Linked DNA regions of Rattus norvegicus: all the other regions are linked to region 2. The links are chromatin contacts, called in public Hi-C maps. All regions are on one chromosome and are shown on one strand. The core of a region is the stretch at or near the end of the contact, and the rest is flanking DNA. Distances in the headings are between cores, read along the strand shown.

Region 1 (3,951 bases), core at 668-3,167, 170 kb after region 2:
TGAACCAAATATTGGTGGAATTATAAGAGAAATAGCTGCCTGTAGGCATGTTGACATTGATATTATTCAAGGCATTGTTAATAGACAGTCAGAGTGCAATGGAGGCAGACGCAAAGCCAAAGAAAGTGGCTATGGCTGAGAGGGAAAAGACTCCCGAGGCAATAAAGACAGTGAGAGATGCCCGTGGGAAGCATCCAGAGACACATTTTACCTCATTTAGGGGTAAATGGATGGTCACTGTTCTAACAGTCAAAGACAATCAGGAGGAATGGAGCCAGCCTGGGAAACACAGTAAGATGCTGATTCAAAAAATATTTATATATTGTATTGATGTATAAAAGAGAAAGTACAAAGGATATGATATTGTTGGTTGATGAAAACAGAAAGGCTCAAACACTTTTCCAAAACAGAGAAAACGGGCTGCTTTGTCTCAAAAGTGATGAGGCAAAGAAAGCAAGGAAGCTCTATTCAGTGTACTACAGATTAAGGTGTCTCGTGTACAAAGGAAAGATGAATTGCCATTCCCAGTCTTTCTCATATCTAAATCATAAATTGTTAAATAAATGCCAATGAAATAACGCAACAGCCACACTTCCTTATAGATTCATAGGTATGAAGAAGAGAATTTATATGATATTGATAAAAATTGTTGAGGGTAATGGAATCATCCTTATGTTCCAAATTTATCATTCCATTCAATTGTGTAGTTTCAGCTTTCATAGTCAATTTTGCTGTTTAGCATCTTGTGTAAAAGCTGGTCCATTCACTATCCCCACCTGACTCCTCTCTGACCCCCCGTTACACACACACACACACACACACACACACACACACACACTTTCTCTTCCTTCCTCTCCCCTTCCCCCCTCACACACACACACTCTTTCTCTTCCTCCCTCTCCCCTTCCCCCCTCTCTCTTACACACACACACACACACACACACACACACACACAAACAACCTCTCTCCTTCATTCCCTCTCCCTCTTTCCTCTCCCCCTCTCCCTCTCTCTCATTCTATGTTCATTCATCTATACATCTGTCTCTTTTTCTATGTACTATACAGATCCTTATGTGCATGTGTGTGTGTGTGTGTGTGTGTGTGTGTGTGTGTGTGTGTGTGTGTGTTGGTCTCCGTGTTTTTTTTTCTCACCTATGCTCTAGTTGGTCCTCAGTCTCAGCAGTAATGATGTATCCGCAGCGCCTCCACCAAGTTTCAGATAGAGCCAACCAACCATTCCACCTTCACATTTTCTAGCTCCCTTGCCCAGATCCATTAAAAGAATCTCAAGTGTAAATGTGAAACAGCCCTGGCCGGCATCAACAAGCTCCTGGTAATCAAGTTCTCAACCGTGTAATTAATGGAGCGATATTTCTGGAGTCTCTAAATAAATCACTTACCATCTGCCTAAATTTTACCTAAGTCAGAATTTCCCACCACTCCTTACAGGGAGAAAATAGTTTCTAACCTGAAGGAACTCCCATCTGATAAGAGATGGAAATAGAAGTGCTGTGCAGGCTTCTTCCAGCATCCCTAAATCTAGAAGGCTGGCTATGTTGGGAACCAGACTGTTAATGCAATTAAGTACTAATAGGTCTGTTGTGTTGCTTTAACAAACAGTCTTTGAGTTCCTAAATGCGTCATGTTTGAGATGCAACAAGACTGAGGAAAACCTGGCGACAGCCTGGGTAGCTTCCACCTTGGCATTTTAGGCTCAGTGAGCAAGTATGGATTCAAGCCTCAGTTTCCCCTACATCCACTTCCATTCTTTCACATAAAATATCAGAGATTTACATCGGGGGTGGGGGAATGGGTACCAGAGGCCTCCATAATGAACACATGAGCATATGCTGCTTTTCCTTGTGATTTCACAGGGCACAGTGTAGCATCATGAGTCATTTGCGATCTCCAAGGTGGAAACATTCCACATGCCCATGTGAGAGTGGTAGGATTCTGGGCATTTCACCCTCTGTGGAATGACTCATATATCTTAATGTGTGCCTGCCTAATTCTCTTTGGAGCACATGATTTAACTCAAGACAGAAGAAGACTCTGGGCTTGTTTGTATTAAACGTGAATCATTGGTTCTACAGTTTAGACATTATAGACTATCCATCGTTTATTAGCTAGATATAATCTAGAAAAATGTGACTTGCATAAAGAAAAGATGACTTTTTAATGTTTCCCCCATTGGTTTTTCTAAGCACTTTCTATTCATCCTCTCAGTGAGGGAAGGATTCTCCGCCCTGAACAGTGTGAAATACTTGAACAGGAAGGAGCTCACCCTGAGCAGATGAGCAGGTGTTAGCCACATATTCTCATGGCTTGAGAGTGAAGGACACTGCACAGGATGTGGGTCCACATGGAGGATGCATTAGGGAGCTGGGTAAATTGGCACGTAAATCAATGAGTAAAGCCTGCTTAGAAGGGACAAGAGGAAGTGCGTCCTATGCTCCCACAGGAGGATGTGACCAGGATGTCATATCAATAAAATTTTCTTAAGGATCCAGCAGAAGTCCTCAACGTGATGACCTGAGAAAAATGGAACAGGAAGCATTCCTCAATGGTTGCAGGATGTATCAAAGGAAGAAAGCGGAGCTCACTAGTATGCATCAGAATCATGGGATCTGTTGAAGCAACATATGACATTTTATTGTACAGGAGTCATTGGGCCTTGCATTCACTGATAATTAGATTCTTTTAACTGTTGAGATGTAGGGAGGACTTTGCTAATGGAAGGTCTTAGAAGTAAGTGAAGGTCCTGGGGAAGTAAGTGAAACAGGAAACAAGGAAGGAAGATGAACAAGGCCATGGTAACAGCTAAACTCTGACTTCAGCTAAGCTTCCCAGCTCTGGGTAGCACTTCTACACCCAGAACTCTCACATGTTAAGTCAAGAGATTTTTATCCCTGCTGTGAGCCAGGCATTGGCTATGAGAGCTGGAGGTGGGAGAAGGGACTTATCTGCCACCTAAAGTGTGTTCTCTGAAGAAGGAAAGAGTCTGGATCATCCTGCATCAGGTGAGGCTCGCTGATAGGGTCAATTGTATGGGAGAGCAAACAATCTGTACTATAATCACTCCCACAAGGGAAGAAATTGAGCAATTGTCCCTGAGATCCTTAGATGAGGAATGGATGATGACAGTGGACAATTCTGGGACATGTAGAAGCTTTCAGCTACCACCCTACATGCTTAGGTTTGCTCACGACTGTCTTCATGTTATAACATCCCATCCCAGCATGGACTCTTTCTCCATTTCCATTTTGACACTCCCTCAAGTTGTTCTTCTCAGGCCCTGGGAGCTGAATCAGTCTCCTGGATCATTCGGCAAGGAAATGACGTACTGTATGCTGTCTTCTAGTTAGAGGTGGGAATGGAAATACAAGTATGGATAGAGTTTTAGAATCAATCCCAAATCAAGACGCAGGTGAGGAGTATAGATTTAGCCAGACTATCATACCACTTTCCTTATACCACTATTACCACATCTCATAGAGAGGCACTATCCCCTGAAGTGTTTTTGCCCTGCACACTGTTATCTTGAAAGAAAATGGACTGTGGCTCCAGCACCTAGGCAGTGTCTGGCGAAAAAAGTCAACCCGAGATTGTCCAATGAATATGGTGGTCTAGCAGTAGTAGCAGTAGCCAGAAGATGATCTGGGTGCTACAGTATATTTTCTCTGAAATAAAATATAATTTGCATTCTGTCTCCAAAGTGTCCTTGCAAATTTCTGGGCTGAGGTTGGAGTTCTATGTTCTTTCTTTTTTTTATAGGCTGAGTCTCAGGCTCACCTCCAATCCAGTATGCAATATAGGAAAACTTGACCTTTGTACTTCTGACTCTCCCACTTCCCCCACCCCAGTGCTGAGATTATAGGCAGGTCCAATCATTCCCAATTTCTGTAGTTCTTGGGATTGAACCCAGGGTTTCACTAGGCAAGCACTATGCAG
Region 2 (3,630 bases), core at 81-2,580:
GTGTGTCTCTGTGTGTGTGTCTGTCTGTCTGTCTCCTTGTCTCTTTCTCTCTTCTCCCCTCCCCACCGCCAGCTTTCTTCCCAACAATGGTGTCATCTGTGTTGTTTCCCTGGCTAACCCAGTCCAGCAGAAAGGACTGAAGAACTCCTTGGGGCTCCTGGCCCTGGTGTGGGCAGGTTTGCATGAAAAAAATGAAGACTTTCTCTTTTGAAATATGGAAGGGTAAAACTTATAGGAGGAGGACAGTGGAAAGCTCGATGTGAGCTGTAGTGACAAGCATTTTCACCGAGTTCTGTAACCCTGCCTGAGACTTCACAGTGTTTTCGAGCCTCCCTGATTAAGTCTGGAAAGAACTGGAGCAGTTTACTACTCATACCCATCAGTGAGGTAATGACATGCAGGTCACCAAAGACCCTCTTCCTACTGCCATCTTATCAGGTGAACTTCGCCTTCCAGAATGAGCAGATTCTGCATTTTATTCTGTCTTCTGGGGAAAGGAGAGAGAGCAGCAGGAAGACCAGTAAGTCTTAACACAGTTTAAGTAAACTGTGTGACCTGCTTAAGGTAGGCGGAAGAACTCTGGGATGCCCAGCTATGGCTTGGGTTACAGTTAAGGTGGCACTTCCTGATTGGCCTAGGATGAGAACCAAGAATTACAGTGCTGTTACCTTGGGACAGAGCAGAGTAAGAGCCAAACAAGCAGTTTCGGGGAACTTGGAGAATGAGCTTATTCTTAGTTTTTGAAGAAGACATTTCCAATATGGAATCTGAGAAAGAGGACGCCCTGAGAAGCATTGGGTGGAGTTGGGGGACGTATGGAGCAATACAAAAAGCAGACATTGAGTTAGACACTTGTCCTGGAGATGAGGCAGGCAGTGCCCTGTTGAAATTCAGAGTAGATACCGAAAGAAAGTCCCCTTGTCTTCAAATTCCCCTTACATTGACTTAGAGAGTAGGGATACCCTGGCTTGGTGAGGCTTCATTCTGTGTTCTTGTGACAGCTTTCCCCTCGCTCCTGGCGCAGCCTAGAATCTCTCTCCGCAGTTTCCTTTCCAGAGGCCTGGGAGTTAAGAGGATGAGAACTGAGGACTTGGGTCTTCAAAAAACTGCGGGAGGAGGGAGAGGAGTTGAATCAAGAGGACAGAGTGAGCACACCTGCAAAAGGTGAGCGTGGAAGCCCGTCAAAAATGGAGAGTTGAGAGGAGAGGGAGTTGCTGCGGGGTGGATGTAGTGGCTTGTGACCTGGTAGGTTTTGGGGAGCTGCGGCAAGGTGCAAATGCGAACTGAGGCACCCGGGTCTGAGACAGCGCGACGTGGGAGTGTGACGCTGCAGTGGCGAACAGGTGAGCGGCTGGGGCTCCGGGTCCCCGCCCCTGCCTCCTCCTACCGGTTCTCAATAGCACTTGGCCGCTCCGCGGCTCCTCTCGGTTTGGGGTTTTGCAACTGGCAGCTGGCTTTTTTCCCTCCTCCCCTGTCGAGGGCTCTCCTTCTTCTTTTAGGTTGCTCCACCCCGCCCAGGATCAGGCGAGGGGGGAACAAGCTCCGCCGCTGCCAACTGGCGCCCAGTGCAGCCGCGAACACGGGGAGTGGAGTCCGGGATCCAAGAGCGCGCTGCGGGGCATCTGCTTCTTCCACGCCCCAGCTACCCCGAGTCCTCTCACCCTCACCCCTTCTCCACTTTTCCCCCGTTTGCAATCACATGGCATTTTAAGAATGCTGGAAAGATGGCGGTAGCGGCAGCGGCAGCGGCTGTGGCTGCGCCGGCTGGCGGTGGAGGCGCCCGGGCGCAGCGGAGCGGACTGTTGGAAGTTTTGGTGCGGGATCGCTGGCATAAAGTTCTGGTGAACTTGAGCGAGGACGCCCTGGTGTTGAGCTGCGAGGAGGGCGCTACGGCGTACAACGGCATAGGGACTACCACCAATGGTTCGTTCTGCAGGGGCTCCGGGACCGGGCACCCGGGCACTGGTGTGCCTCAAGCCCCGGACTCTCCTGCCGGGGTCCGCACCGCCTTCACCGACCTGCCAGAGCAGGTGCCTGAGTCCATCTCAAACCAGAAGAGGGGCGTGAAGGTCCTGAAGCAGGAGCTGGGCGGGCTGGGCATTAGCATCAAAGGGGGCAAGGAAAACAAGATGCCCATACTCATCAGCAAGATCTTCAAGGGGCTGGCAGCCGATCAGACCCAAGCCCTGTACGTGGGCGATGCCATCCTGTCAGTGAATGGAGCAGACCTGCGGGACGCCACCCACGACGAGGCAGTACAGGCGCTGAAGCGCGCAGGCAAGGAAGTGCTGCTGGAAGGTAAGGGGTTAACCTTGCGCGGGCCTTACCCCGCAGTACCACTCACACTACTGCCCATCGGCGCACTCTCACTCACCAGCCACTTCCCCGCAGCCCAAGGACCCCACTGTGCCTGTGTTTTTGCAAAGGCAGTGACAGGCGTGGACTTTTTTTTTTTTTTTGACAACTTTTACTACCTGGGGACAGCTCATCTTCTCCACTCTGGCCCCGACCCAGGGCACTGTACTAAAAGATTGGACTGCCTGGGTTTTCCTGGCTCGGATGGAGTGCTTTAGTGCACTATTGTCGGAAGTTTCATACTTATCGGTACACGTGGTTTCATATTTTTTAGCTGCGGACAATCCAAGTGCAATGTGGAACCTGGGAAATGGGCCGGGAAATGGAGAATGGACGGATTTGCATCTGACCACATTGCAAAGCAGGGCCACTGACTCATGGTAGCTCTGGTACTTTTCTACTTTGGCAAAATTTTCACAGCCTGGGCAATCCAACTGTGAAACAGACGTGAAGGGTAAAAAAGCCAGAGAGAGGTGGCAGTATTTGAACGCTAAAACCCAGCCATGCTTTTTCCACTTCCTTTCCCTCCAGCACTGGAAAGAGTCCGTGAGGCCATGCAGTTTTCAGCAGTGCCAAAGGCTGGGAAAGATGTTGCCGATTTAGGCAGGAGTTCACTTCCCCTGCAGGGTGTTCAGCCGGTCAGTCCGGATTCCACGTTCCTCTGGGTGGAGAGCTGGTGAAGTGTTTTCTTTTTTCTGCTTGTGTCTCCCGGAGAAGTGTGAAATCCAGTCTGCATTTGTAAACAGATTTCCCTGCCTATGAATGTGAAGAACTTTCGAAACTCTGAAAATCTGGTGTCTTCAAGCCTATAATCATCCAATGGCTATAGACTAGGAAGTACCAGTTTGGATGTGGCAATATGGGGGGTGGAGGTGCGGGACTCACGATCAGTTTCCTTTTCCCCAGCTCTAGTTTTCTGTCTTTGTAGCTCTTTGTACACACTTCCGCTGGCACTCCCTGTGTGATCATTTCATCGATTTTTCTCAGCTTCTTCCTAACTACAGACTGAGTTATTCAGAGGTCTTTTATTTAGATGGGGCTCCCCGGAGCTTGGATGACACGCATGCAGGGTGAGGGAATAAATTAACTCAGCTACTGAGATCATGTTCCAACCTAGACTTTATAACGTGGTGATTGACTTAAGCCCTTAAACTCCGGTGTAATCAGTTCCCTGTTCACCCAACTGTGGTACTGGTGTGTGAAGCCAGTTCGATTGGCATGTGACATGGGATGAAACCTCCTGGCTATGTGATGGTCTGCCTCACGGCCAGGAAC
Region 3 (4,003 bases), core at 1,426-3,925, 150 kb before region 2:
TTGGCTATGAGGATGTTTTTGGTAATTTTGGGGGTATAATCTGAAACTAGGCAAAGCAGCTACCCTTCCCTCACGCCAAGACAAAGCTGTTAAGTGCAGCTTTCCTTTAATTATCTATGCATTCATTTTACCCAAAATCTGTTTTTTCATCTTAAGCGACTCCTCAGAAATGCTCTGTAAGACTAGAAAAGCTCACTTTGAGTCAAGCATAATTTGTTTCATGTATCGTTTTGTATTTGCAATAAGCTTAGCCCAGATGCTGTCTCTTTAACTCTAGGCTAGCCATTATGTGTCTCTAGTAGACCAGAGCTCAGAGCTTCCTCACTGTCACACATTGTACAATTAATAATCATGGTTCGCAATCTGATAAGAAAGACAACCTTCCAATGGACCCAAGTGTCTCCAAAATGCACTTTTCCCTTCGGACTGATCACCTTGGGACCCAGTGAGCTTCCTCGGTATCAGTCTCCTCTGTCTTTAGGGGTTCATAGCACCTCGCCTTGGCCTTCTGCCATGCACATGTTCCTCTGTTCTGAAAAGGGAAGGGAAAGTTCAGACTATAGAAGGGTTCAAACAATGGATGTGCTAATGCTCTACTGTCAAATAATTCATTCTTCTGTGACCATCCACAGTTAATACAGACACGGAATTAGAGTACAGAATTCATTCTTTGTGTAGTGAGGATCCTACAGCTTCACCTGTGTTTTCCTCTGGATTCCCATGACTCCCGGCCATCCCCACTTGCTGATGTCAGAACCGATCAGTGCACTGGGAAAATGTCCATCTGATAATGCCTCCATGATCAAACTTCCTGTCACCCTGTACTTAGTGGTGCATGAATGACCATGTTCCAGATCCAGCATCCATTAGAATTAGCAAGGTGGAGACAGAATCTGTTGGCCAAAAGAATTTGAAGGAAGAGTTTCCCCTCCCCCATTGTGTGGTGACATAAAACAAACAAACAAACAAAAAACAAATAAGAGGTGTAACAAATGCTTTATTCTTTTCATTTTTTTAATTTTCCAAAAAGTAGATCACTGCCCAACCCTCTCCCAAGGACCTTTCCTGTTTTCATATCTGGTGCATGCGATATTACGTTTTCCTCAGCTCTAGTCAGTGGGGCTTCTTAATGTTAGCTCAGATATCCTTACATTTGATCATGATCTCAGGTTCATCATCAATATTTTCTGCTCCACATATAGAATCTATCCAAGGAATCCGATTCCTTTCAAACGGAAACAAAACATAGACTTTCCATAGACTCATAGGAGTATGGGAACTGCTTGATACATATGGGAAAGTAAATTCAGGTCTTCTGAAAGATGACCTATAGCACACGAGATATATAAATCCATGCCACCTTTTTCAGTAGAAATAAAGATTAGTGGACTTTAAACTCATTTTTTTCTTTAATGGTATGTACTTATTCTAGGAATCTCACCCTCTAAAACTACTAATTAAATTACTTAGTCATTTTATCCTAATCTAAATGTCAAGACTAGTTCTAATAATAATGTAACTGCTATCACTGGCCAACAGAACTCAATCCAAAAACACAAAAAACAAAAGCTTGAAGCTCTTTGTATTCTTAGGGCCAGTCTCCCTAGACTAGATGTGCAATCCTATTTGGAGATTTGTGTTTTAAAGGCATTCGGAGCAATTCTGGTGACTGTTATAGAACAAGATTCATATCCAGTAAGTTTTTAGAAACTAATAGGCTTGGTTATGCTGTTTTCTCTTCGCCTTGGGTTTTGTTAAGAAGTTGTATAAGATAAAGATAAAGAGCTGGAGAGAAGGCTCAGTGGCTGAGATTGCTTCTTCTTTCAGAAGACCTGAATTTGGTTTCCCATACGTATCAAGCAGTTCCCATACACCTATAACCCCAGCTCCGGCTGATCAGATGCTCTCTCCTGGCCTCCAAAGGCACTGCAAATGTGTGTGTGTGTGTGTGTGTGTGTGTGTGTGTGTGTGTGTTGTGTGTGTGTTATGCACAAACACTATAAAATAAAATATTTTTTAAACTAAGATTAGTTAAGATTAACAGAGAAGTCTATTTCTTTCATATCCTAGATTTCATATTTTTCTATCTCATGACCCATAACCAAATTTTAAAGAGTTTGTTGTTTACCCTACTAGTGAAATTATGAGTAAATGTATATACTTATTTGTTCTTTTTAAGTCTAAGCTATATCATACTATATATAATGTATATACATACATTGCTATACATCTTACATTTGTTATTACACATGTCCTGGACACTATGCACATGCCAGTACATATAAACAAGTCCCTTCTCCTTTCACAACTATACTCTGGGCCACTATATGAACGTTCCAGTGTCACCTCAGTCAACAGTCGGGTTGCTAATTATTGCTTTATATTTTCCTGATTAAAACCTCCTCAGAGTCCTGCCAATTCGACTTATCACTATCATTTACTATACAAGTAAGCTACTGCATATATGCAGTTAAGGACTTGACCAGAGTCATAAGTTGAGAAAGGAATGGGGAGAAGCTAAACTCTCCTATCGCATTACCTCTGTTGAAAATGTCGAGGTAATTTCAACTGTAGCGAAAATATCTGAGACCTAGATGTGGGAAGGAAGCACATGCCTGAAGGCAGACTGTGAAGGAAAATTTAGCCCAAGTTCAAGGCTGGAATGTTGAGCCTCAGCCAGCCTGCGGGAAGGGCATCAGAGAAAACAACTGGTCTTTTGACCGAGTCCCAAGTTAAAGGAATGCTAGGCACTCATAAGCAGGTGGATCTATTTTTGGCAGAAAGATCATCTTATTGCGAAAATCACATCATGCCCCTTCTATCACAGCATACCTACAGCCCTGGTACCAAGATAAATTCACTAAAGACTTGCTGTAAAAGATATAGGACAATCCACTCTCCCCCACACCTTCTATCACGGACCTCTTATTTCCTTCTCCTTGTCCTGTAGACCAGTGGAAACCTACATGCTCTAAATCAAACAAAGCAAATGTAGTTTTAATTAAGCCAAAAATCATTAGTCTATTTAGAACAGAAATTAAATTGAGGTTTGAAGGAAGCCTTAAGACTTTAATTAGAATCTTTCATTAATATTCCTTTTATTTATGTGTTTGAATTGTTGTTTTTAATTAATATTTTTATTTATTCGTTAAGATTTTTCATACAAGTAGACAATATATTTGGTTATATCTAATGCTCCTTCCCTTTTCATTTATTTTTTTAAAGACAAAAAGTGAACTCTGGGGATGGAAATAAAGCCCTACTATTCTTTCATCTTAAAATGTGCATCCCCAGTTCTGTCTTAGTCCAGAAGACTTTTAACCCAGTCTCTTCCAAGAGCTTCCTCTCCACAATAATTACATTGAAATAAAGCCTGAACATCTTTGCATTCACAAGACAGGAGAATTGCTGTCACTGGAGACAAAAATCATATTCATTGCTGCCCTGACTAAAGCAGGAGAGAGTTTCCAAATGGCTCAGAACAAAAGACTTTTTTTTTTTTTTGCCTTAGTCATCAGAATATCCCGTTCTTGAGTGGCCTTGTTAAGAGAGGTTTTATTGTATAGTGTCTACGCTTCTAGACCAAACAGACCAAGCAAAATTGCCCCAGGGTCATTATTGCACTATAAGTTGGACAGCAAAAGGCTTGCTTGACCGTGGAGGCTCTGACATGAGCTAGAATCCTGATATTCGTTCTTTCCAAATAAAACTTTTGGCAAACGGGTCCAGAAACTAAAGTTTTACTCACTGGGCATATCTGAATTTACTGTCTGCCATGTCCCAGGGAGAGAGAAGAGGATTAGATATGAGGCACATCCCGCAAATCTGTGCGGGAACTAGAGGAAGAGGTAAAAATCAGAGAAGAGAGGTCAGATGTGTTGCATGCAGAAGTTCAGCATTGGACAGAGTTTTTAAGTTCTTTGTGTCTCTAACTGATTCGCTTCTGAAAGAAGCTAGCAATATTGAAATCACAAGGTTAGCACTAAACAAGTAGCGTATCTCT

Evidence for each region. A called contact is a pair of places that touch in the nucleus more often than the background predicts.
Region 1: a Hi-C map of the A7r5 cell line shows a contact between it and region 2, with 2.4 times the contacts expected there. The contact joins the enhancer-like site here to the promoter of Sntb1 in region 2. A contact is called at or near these places in 2 of 12 Hi-C or Micro-C datasets (the A7r5 cell line and Schwann cells) and 1 of 1 datasets of contacts at active chromatin or transcription factors (oligodendrocytes).
Region 3: a Hi-C map of Schwann cells shows a contact between it and region 2, with 20 times the contacts expected there. The contact joins the enhancer-like site here to the promoter of Sntb1 in region 2. A contact is called at or near these places in 9 of 12 Hi-C or Micro-C datasets (the A7r5 cell line, the Rat2 cell line, Schwann cells and 5 more) and 1 of 1 datasets of contacts at active chromatin or transcription factors (oligodendrocytes).

Annotation. Positions count from the first base shown.
Region 1 is chr7:89,048,772-89,052,722 of GRCr8, reverse strand. The region is part of intron 3 of Sntb1 (syntrophin, beta 1); the gene reads left to right. Among named protein-coding and RNA genes, the nearest start is that of Sntb1, 170 kb to the left of the region's middle. Within about 2 kb of position 1,917, at least 6 of the 93 cell types and tissues checked have an H3K27ac peak or open chromatin away from gene starts, as enhancers often do. A contact at or near this core is called in the A7r5 cell line, where this site is marked.
Region 2 is chr7:89,216,717-89,220,346 of GRCr8, reverse strand. Sntb1 (syntrophin, beta 1) reads left to right here and starts at 1,330. Exons shown (of 7, transcript NM_001130542.1): 1 at 1,330-2,298. The coding sequence starts at 1,725.
Region 3 is chr7:89,366,238-89,370,240 of GRCr8, reverse strand. No RefSeq gene overlaps it. Among named protein-coding and RNA genes, the nearest start is that of Trnak-cuu17, 130 kb to the right of the region's middle. Within about 2 kb of position 2,675, at least 6 of the 93 cell types and tissues checked have an H3K27ac peak or open chromatin away from gene starts, as enhancers often do. A contact at or near this core is called in the A7r5 cell line and Schwann cells, where this site is marked.